2 separate regions of the Mus musculus genome follow, and region 2 is linked to region 1. The links are chromatin contacts, called in public Hi-C maps. All regions are on one chromosome and are shown on one strand. Each heading gives the region's core, a stretch centred on a gene start, on an enhancer-like site or on the middle of the called end of the contact. The rest is flanking DNA. Distances are from core to core; before and after follow the strand shown.

Region 1 (4,921 bases), core at 376-2,875:
AAGGTTTTGTTAATATTTCCTTCTCTATTCATACCTTCATCCATATTTTTTCTCTGACCCCTCTGGTTGAATTAGGGGAAAACTGGAAGTAGCTTAGGAGGAGGGTGACCCCGTAGCAGGACAAGCAGTCTCAGTTAACTTGTATGCCCGAGATCTTGCAAACACTGGACCACCAATCAGGCAGCATACTCCAGCTGATATGAAGACCCCAACACATATAACAGCAGAGGACTGCCGGGTCTGGGTTCATTCAGAGAAGATGCATGCAACCCTCAAGAGACTGGAGGCCCCAGGGAGTTTAGAGTTCTTATGGGTTGCGGAGTGAGGGTGAGGACATTCTTGTGGAGACTGGGGGGATGGGGCAGGGAGGTATTATGGGATGTGGAACAGTCAGAGGGTGGACTGGGAGGGGAATAAAATCTGGACTTTAAAATTAATTAATTAATTAACTAATTAATTAATTAAAAATAAACCTTATTCACCATGCTCCTTCTATAAATCATTGGATTTTTGTTTTCCACTCCTGACTGAATGTATTTGTACTTGGTTCCATCCTCTTATTTTTATTAGAAACGGTTAAGAATCACTGTCTTTCTCCCTGTAGCATCAATAACTTCTACCTTACTCCACATCAGAGTTGGAAACTTAGGTCCATGATAATTAAATAAACTATTTGGATCCCATGCATTTTGCTCTTGTCTTCTTATCTTTCTAACTTTTGTTCAGTGGTGGTGGCTTTAAGGATATGTGTATGATGTCTACTTTTTAGAGTAGAGTGTATGTATACATATAAAGTATCGATTGTTGTCCTCTTGCCTGAATACAGAACGTGCAAATACATTTATAATTATAAATGCTCGTGATAGTAACATTGACGCCAACAAGAATTGGTAAGGAGTATACACTATTATATCCTTATTTAGCATCAAATATTTCAGTAAAGGTGCAGAGTTCCCTAACGTTAGCAGAACACCTCTCTGAAAATCATTACACCATGGGACATTATGACTTACAGCAATGATATGGACAACCTCCAGTTTTATAGCGCTTGCATGTCTTCAAAGAATTTTGTCAGCTATTACCTGTATTAGGTTTTTAGGTTTTCAATGACAGCAACTTCACTATAACTTCGGATTTGGTCTCATGCTCTCAATTTGTTATTGTACAAATATATTATTTACATGTAAATACATTACATGTAAGAAAATATGCAATTATTTCAATTGGAAATATATTTCCATTGAAAAGCACCAGGTTTGTTAAACAAGGATTTTCAAGTACAGTAATTATTCCATGCAATGGAATATATAAACACTATATGTGTTGTATATGGCTGTGTGTGCAGATATATATGTATGTGTTTCTCATTAGAGATTTGTTACCCTGGTTAATTCTCTTTGCTTTTTCAAATACTCAGATTTCATGTTAAATCAGTTCATATCAACTCCATCAACCTAAAAAACTTAGTACCCTTAAAGGTTTTAAAAATAAAAAATAAATAAATAAAATAAAGACTTATACAGCCCTCTAGTGTTCCAAACACAAAGACTTCTATGTCCAAGTACTGTAAAGTGTGACTGAGCTGAACTCCCCTTTCCAGCCTCTCCTTCAGTGTGGAGTCGCTGCTGACAGTCTTGTTGTTGGAGCACACATTATTTAAATGACTAAGAAGACTGCAGCATCTGCTGTGGGACCTGAACTGTTGTCACTGTATCACCAGAGAGAATGCTGAAACCAGGGCTGCTTAGAAACAGCCTTCCTGGGGGGGGGGGTACCCAGATAGACCACAACATTTCAGGATTCTGTGTACTAAACTAAACAATTGATGGAAAAGTTTACCCTGCTTCATTGCTGGCTTTCCCTCCTGGCTCCCCTCTCTAGGAATTTCCATTCACAGAGCCTAAAGCTATTTTTTTTTCAGAAATTATATAAAACCTGACATTGCCGAAAAAAAAAAAAACCTTAAAAAAGATGACATCAGGTGCTGCCTTTCAAATCAAATTTTAATAGGCAAGCTGCAGGCTGAAAGCAGAGGCGTCATGACCTCATCACTAAGCAAGAGTCACAGCTGTCCCTGGTCTGCAGATGGAGCTGTTGACAAAACAGTGCCATCTACTTGAGAAAACTCAGGGCACGGACTGGAATGATGTTGAATTTGTCCTTTTAGCTTCCCCCCACCCATCCTATTTTTCCCCTTTATATCTATATACATAAAGACTAGGACTTAAGATATATCCTGGATATTATCTCGTCAACTGAAAGAAATCCATCCTTTGAGAATTAAAAACAGAAAGGGAATTTGATGAGGTTTATCTGTTTGCAGAATTTTATTCCATAAACACCCAAGTAATCTGTAGGCCAATGAAAGATCTCTACACAGGAACGGAGCGTGGACTTATGGAATAGACTGTTTATATGTTAGGAGGAAATTAGGTGACACTCCACACAAGCTTTGAGATTTTTATAACTGAAGAGAGGTTAATGGTCAGTTATTCTTTCAACAATTACAATTTAAAGTTGTGTAAAAGGCTCTATTAGCTTCTTATTTGGATGAAGGGCCACGCCAGCCACTTCACTCTTGCAAGAAGCCAGCAGTTAAGGTATATAGCAGACCTGCCACAGCTTAGGAATAGAGAAGGACATAGAAACAAAAGGAAAGACACCAGGTGTAAGTGCTGCTGGCATGCCACTAAAGGCAATTTTAAAAGTCACTTTAGCTGAAGTTTTAAGGTCACCTAAGGGAAACTTCATTTGTTTTTTTTCCAAAAGTGGAAACTGAGTTGTCAAAATATTGCTGCTGATACATGTCAAGATGAGGGTCAGAAATAAGCTTTTCTGGAACTCTCCATCAAATTCTTTCTACTAAGAAAAAATGCATTTCTAGGTGACGTATGTCTTAGTGCCTGCTTAGAATGAATTTGAAGAGTCTCTGTGGGCAGTCCATCTTGGTCTTAGGATATCAACCTGACTGCAGTCTGTGACAATTTTCTACAAGCCTTTTGGAAAGTTTCAGGGTTCTGGGGTCAGATAGTTAGTATAAGCTTTTATTATTTTCTTCTTTTCAGGTGGTATGTGCATTTATTGAGATAGGTAGAATGAAAAGTAGTGGATTTCTGCTACTATGAACAGCTTAGTCTTTGGTAATGAAAAAACACCCAGTCTAATTCATTATCAAAACATTATTCCTCTAGTATTTTGTTAATCTAGGGTTAAAATATGAATTAAAATAATTTACCTTTTTCTTATTATTTCAGACTTTTACGTGATAAACATTGGAATATGATTTAGCAGATACTTCTGCATTTGAAAATTACTATAATATCTCTCTTGATATCTCAGAGAAAAATAAACTCAATCACTATAATTATCATTGGGAAAATAAACCCACATATTTTACAGTCAAAGAAATTCGAATTCTTTAGAAGGGAACAGGAACAAGGTGAAAACACACACACATACACACCACATGCACACACAAACATACACACACATTATATATATATATAAAAAAAACTGTGTTGAATGCCTTAAAATACTGAATATAAAATGACATATTTTTAAGTTACATAATGTAATAATATTTTGTAAATTCATAATAAGCATCCTTTTCTTACTCCACGAAATGATACATATTTACCTTTAACTTCACTGAATATATGACATCTCTCAAAATAAAAATGTGTTCTTCCACTGATGTGGAAAGATACTGTGCCACTTTTCTATACTTGTATAATATTTGGTTCACAGGGAAAGTAAAACCTATTTTTTCATAACACTTCATCTAAAGTTTTGGCTAACCTAGTTTTGTACCATGGAGCACTGCCTAAATTCTTGTACAATTTGAGACATTGCTTGGAAATTTGTAGTAAGTAAAGTAGATAGTGCTCATGGTATAGCAAGTCTCTGACAAAGGATTGATGCTGCATGGAGGCACTGTGTCCATATTTAATTCAATGTTTATGTTATGAATTTTAAAGAAAATTAATCTCATATTTTCTTTTTTAAATATTTATTTATTTATTTATTTATTTATTTATTTATTTATTTATTTTCGTTTTTGAGACAGTGTTTCTCTATATAGCCCTGGTTGTCCTGGAACTCACTTTGTAGACCAGGCTGGCCTCGAACTCAGAAATCTGCCTGCCTCTGCCTCCTGAGTGCTGGGATTAAAGGCATGTGCCATCAGGCCCGGCTGTATTTCCCTTATCAACTTCACAATCATAGGCCTTGAAAGAAAAAGACTAATGGATTTTTTTTTCTGAGTTGCATATGCCAGTCTTGGTTTGGAAGACATGTTTGTTTGGTTGGTTGGTTGGTTGGTTTGTTTGTTTGTTTTTGCTTACAAAGATATTTAAAAGATATCAAGATATGAAATATATAATTACATTGAGACTATAAATAACAAAGTTCATATAAGTGTAAAAGAAAAGAATTCTCTTGTTTTGTTTTTTTAGTATATGTTAATAATTTCGAAGGGTCAATGTGGGATGGCCACCTCCTTTATGCCAAAAAGATTTCCAATGGAAGGGTGGGAACATCAACCCAGACACAAAATCTTTAACCCATAATTTTTCCTGCTACATGATATGCAGGGATAACAAGCAAGCAGAAATTGAAGCAATGACCAACTAATAGTTGTCCCAACTCTCGACTTTTGCCATAAGAGAGAGAAGCCAGCCCTGACAGTATTAACAATATTCTGCTACACTTGCAGGTAGGAGCTTAGCATAAATGTAATCAAAGAGTATTCCACCAGCAACTGATGGAGACTGATTCATAGACCCACAGCCAAACATTAGTCAGAGCTTGGAGAATCCTGAGGAAAAAGGGGAGGATTCCCCACAGTATTTTAAAAAATACTCAAACTCATTAAGATTTCAGTCTCTTTAAAATATCCAGCTTCTCTAAAATCCAAAATCCC
Region 2 (4,760 bases), core at 1,614-4,113, 160 kb after region 1:
AGACAGACAGAGACAGAGACAGAGAGAGAAGAGAGAGAAGAAAGAGAGAGAAGAAAGAGAGAGAAGAAAGAGAGAGAAGAAAGAGAGAGATCAAGATCTATTTGATTTGTTTACTTGAAAGACTGTGTCCCAGTTTCAGGTTTCCATAGAATTTTGAATACCTATATCTTCCTTTCTCTAACAAAAGATAGTATTATATTATATTTGTAGCCTGAAGATAATCGCACTCAGCAATTCTCAAGCTGAATATATGCAACGGTAGTTACATCAGTTGTTGCTTACAATAGTGGTCCTATGTGCAGTTGGTATTTTTCTAATGATTCACTATCTGTGAGAGCAAGGAAAGACATTAGCTTGTAAAAAGAAGAAAGCAGCCATCCTGGAAAGGAATCTGGAAGCTGAGCTATTTGACTTTGTTTTGCTGGAGCTTTGCTTGCTTGTATGCCTGCTGCTGCTGCTTTCTTCAGAACAAACCCCGGTATGCATTGTTCAAAAGACCTTGTTCCACCCAAATCCTGCAAGCTGCCCAGCACCTCCACTCCACAACTACATGCTTACAACTTAACTCTTTCCCTTCCCACCCCATCATCTCCCTTGCTAGAGGTTTTATGCTTCCATTGGCACACATACTAAATTCCTAGGCATCACTCAACAAGGCTAAATGTTATGTATTCTGAGTTCTCTGACTTCTCACCATGCAGAAACTCATCTCCTTTCTTTAAGTCTTGCAAGGTTATTTATAAACGAGTCATCCCATCATTGTCCTTTGTTACACTATGTTCATGATTCTCTAGGTGCTTGCTAGTAACATCTTGCATTCATGAAGAAACATGAAGTGCTTAAAATATTGAAAAAAATCCTGTGACTCCTGTGGATCTGAGCACAGGCAGTTGGTTATTAGTAACTATGTTAATTTGTGAGGGTAAGGAAGTCAAAGGAAGAGAGCCTAAGCAAGGGACTTTTAAAATTAAAAGAGCATAGCTTTTAAAAGTAGATATATTGTATTAGCAGTGAAACCAGACAACCTTTAAAAAATGCTTTGGTATACTGATCAAATTTTAATGTCTTTAAATTTTCAAATTGAAAGGCACCTTTAGTCAAAGAGTATGGACTTAACATATAAACAAGAAAACTGCACATGTAGTCTTGTGCCGCTATGGAAAAGAGGTAGAACATAGTCAAATTAAATCATTATCAGTTCTGATATGTATAGATCTGTGAAGCTATTTAGACATAAGATACAGTAAAACTCTGTCTTACAGAGAAACACTTCACAATAATGTGAGATACCTCCTTAAATAAACTAAACTTATACAGAAGTACAAGTTTTGCATGATTGTTCTCATAGCAAGACATTAATAAATGGATAGTAGAGAAGCACAGAAGGAATAATGAATAGAGATTGGATTAAATATATGTATTGAGATATCATACCTAAACTCATCAAAATGTATAGATATTACACATTAATAGAAACATGTTGGGAAAATGGAAAACAGAACAGAAACCTTTAATAAAAAAATAAAATAAGGGTCCTTTATTACCTCAGCACAGTCAACGAATGCTTGCCTTTCTCTTTCCATGACTGCGTGTCTCTAAAAACTATGTCTCCATCATTTAAAAAACAAAAAAGCTCATGTGAAAACATTGTGAACTACACACACAACTGGCAGAAAGAGCATACCAATTCACATGCTGTTTCTCAGGAAAATATAAAAAGAAATATGGATTCTTTGTTTGGAATTTCTAAAAAGACATTATTCTGATACAATTCAAAGCCATGCATTTCACTTATTTAAAATACACAAATTTACCTTCATGTGAACAAAACAATAATATATTAGAGAATATCTTCACATTATCATGATTTTTTCCTTTTGACTTTTTCATCTTTTTTTAAAGTAAAAGTTTCCTGAGCTTAGCATTGAATAAATATAATGCTGGTCTGGAAAGAGAAGAAGAGCTATGCCATACCAGTCCAACGTACGTCAATAAGTTCTAAAAGCTTTCATTTTCATAAGTGACTTTTACTATGTAGTAGATTAATATATATATCTTTTCTACATTGATATATATACACATATTTAAATCACTTGTAGAGATTATAATAATGCTGAAAGTAAATATAGTTTTCTGATGGTCTCTGAATACCTTGGACTCAGGAAAGCATCTAATTTCTTCTCATAAAACGGTGCTATATGTAAAAACCATTTCTATTTTAGGATATCTCTGCCGGATTTTTTTTCTAGTTTTCCCTTATGTTTCATGCCCTGTTCACATAAGCAGCATCCTGGTATAGACATTTTTTTAATACTATGTTATTTTCCTCTTAGTGAAGTCCCTCAGCAGGAAAAGCTTTCACCATGAACTGATTCTGACATTAGGCTTAAATGTTCAGTGTAAACTCAAACACAATTATCAGAATCGGCCTCCTTTCTCTTTCTGTTCTCTTGATTCATTTTGCTTTGGCTGGACCATTAAACTTATAAAATGAGGTTCTGCATTTAGTCCTACGTTTTGTTTTTAAAGAACAAAGATGGTATTGAGCTCAATCTGTACTATTGCCTTTTGGTGCCTATAAAAAGGTTTATCTTACTCTATGGTAGCCCAGAGAGAGAGAGAGAGAGAGAGGGAGAGAGAGAGAGAGAGAGAGAGAGAGAGAGAGAGAGAGAGAGAGAGAGAGAGAGAGAGAGAGGGAGGTATGTCAGAAACATTCCCAGTCCTTAAACCTCCAGTCTTCTCTTCAATACACCAGCAGAATTAGAATCAGAAAGCAGGCAGTGGTATGTGTGCAGGGCCACATAGGTGTCCTTCAGTGTCTGCAGCTGCAGCCTCCACTCACAGACTTCTGGAACTTGATTCTAAGTGGCTCTGAAAGGCCACTGAGGAGTTTGTGTTAGCCAGAGGCCACGAAAGCTGCTGGCCCCAGCTGAGAGATCCTCTGTTCGGTCTGGGCAGTAGCCCAATGTGAACAGAGAATCTGTTTTCTTCCTTCCACTCCCAAAGAGCACATTTCTGTTTGTTCCCGCATGTGCTAGAATGAATAGGGAACAATAACACTCATTTATACAAAAATAATAATGCCAATTATTATAGCAGTGTTAGTGAATGTCTAAATATCACGGCAAGCACTCGGGCATTTGTAGAACCATACAACCAAGTAACTTCGTAAGAAAACTCACATTTGTCAGAAGTTACTTAACATTCGAGAACGAAATCCTTTAAAGCCAATTGTAACATAGAACTCTCTGGCCATTGGCCTAATTTATTCATTCTGAAATACATACATTCCTGGCCTTTTACTCAATACAGTATTGAGGTGTGTACTTTGTATTTCTAATCTTTTTATTCTATTTTCATTCTGTTATATTCTCTACCTCTGTCTCTAATGTATCTACCAGCAAATAGGGAAACTCCCATTTTCAATATTGGATAATTTCTTAAATTAATCCAGACATTCTTCTGCAATGCTTTCTTCGCAGATTTGTGATTTTGGCAGCCAATGCCAAGTTCACATCCTGAACCATGGCTTCTATTAGTAGATGTCTGGGCAACATCCCAATAGAGCTGAGCGCTCCAGTGTCATTAATGGAGTGATGGTGTTTTGGTTGCCTGCCTTTCATTCCTCTTTACTTTACTATCACCGCCACGAGGATTAAAGAACCGAAGTACCTTCTCATTGAAATCTGAGGAGAGCACACTGTCTAATAAAATAAATAAAATAAAATACGACCTCTCTCTCTCTCTCTCTCTCTCTCTCTCTCTCTCTCTCTCTCTCTCTCAATCATGAAATAGAAAACAAAAAATTTTCACTTTGAACCTTTAAAATAAAGAATGTACAGATTTAAAGGATAAATACCATGTACTCATAAACATCAGAAATCACCAAAACATCTACTTGAAGCTGCTGCTATACACACATGATACCTATAGTCTCACTGTTACATCAACATTCTGTCTGAAGTAATAATTACAAAGTATCTTTGTTATAAAGATTACCTCAGTCTTGGGTTCATTTCTTTAATTCATGACATCTCTCAGGAATAAACTAGGTACTGATTTAGAGATGAAGGCACGCCCAGTGTTCTAAAGCTACCAAAATAACTTAATTGCAAAATGTGAATGGCATTTTCCATACAAAAAAAATAATATCTGAAAATCTACATTAGCAGACCTAAGCATTGCAATATCACTTTTTCAGTTAGGAATACTTTTCTGTGGTTTGTAAATTACACTGATTCATTAAGAAATAGGCAATGTTCTGCTATATTATCCCCATATTGTGTGTGTGTGTGTGTTTGACCAGTCAGCTTAACACATCAAAGCTCCATGGCATGGGGTTTACTGCATTCAGCTTGCAGACACCACAGGCTGTTACACTGACTCGTTTCACTCAGGAACATCACAGTGAAAAGGATGCGGAAGAGAAGACAGTCAAAATTGTCAGCTCCATCCACCACATATTCACCTAACTTAGCTTAGCTCTGCACTTTGAAGATGCACATGAAATTCAGAAGAGTATTTTGAAGAAAAAGGCAGGCTTGAGAGAAGAGAGGATGTTTTTAAAGCAACAATGCCTGAAGAATGGGAGAAGGTAGGAAAGGGGACATTAAAGTGAAACTATCCCTCAAATTTGCATCATTTGTACAGTAAACAGATGTTTATCTGCCCCTGTACATGGAGAAATGCATTGAGAAATGTTTGTGGGTTTTTATTTTTTTCAACACTATAAATCTCCTAAGAGCAGACAAAGCTCCTCA

Evidence for each region. Hi-C and Micro-C count contacts between places; a contact is called where the count stands out from the background.
Region 2: a contact with region 1 is called in a Hi-C map of neural progenitor cells, with 3 times the contacts expected there. The contact joins two enhancer-like sites. A contact is called at or near these places in 4 of 484 Hi-C or Micro-C datasets (brain, cerebral cortex and neural progenitor cells).

Annotation. Positions count from the first base shown.
Region 1 is chr14:93,379,301-93,384,221 of GRCm38.p6, forward strand. The region is part of intron 3 of Pcdh9 (protocadherin 9); the gene reads right to left. Among named protein-coding and RNA genes, the nearest start is that of Gm23509, 240 kb to the left of the region's middle. Within about 2 kb of position 1,626, at least 16 of the 459 cell types and tissues checked have an H3K27ac peak or open chromatin away from gene starts, as enhancers often do. A contact at or near this core is called in neural progenitor cells, where this site is marked.
Region 2 is chr14:93,540,873-93,545,632 of GRCm38.p6, forward strand. All of the region lies in intron 3 of Pcdh9 (protocadherin 9), which reads right to left. Among named protein-coding and RNA genes, the nearest start is that of Pcdh9, 350 kb to the right of the region's middle. Within about 2 kb of position 2,864, at least 47 of the 459 cell types and tissues checked have an H3K27ac peak or open chromatin away from gene starts, as enhancers often do. A contact at or near this core is called in neural progenitor cells, where this site is marked.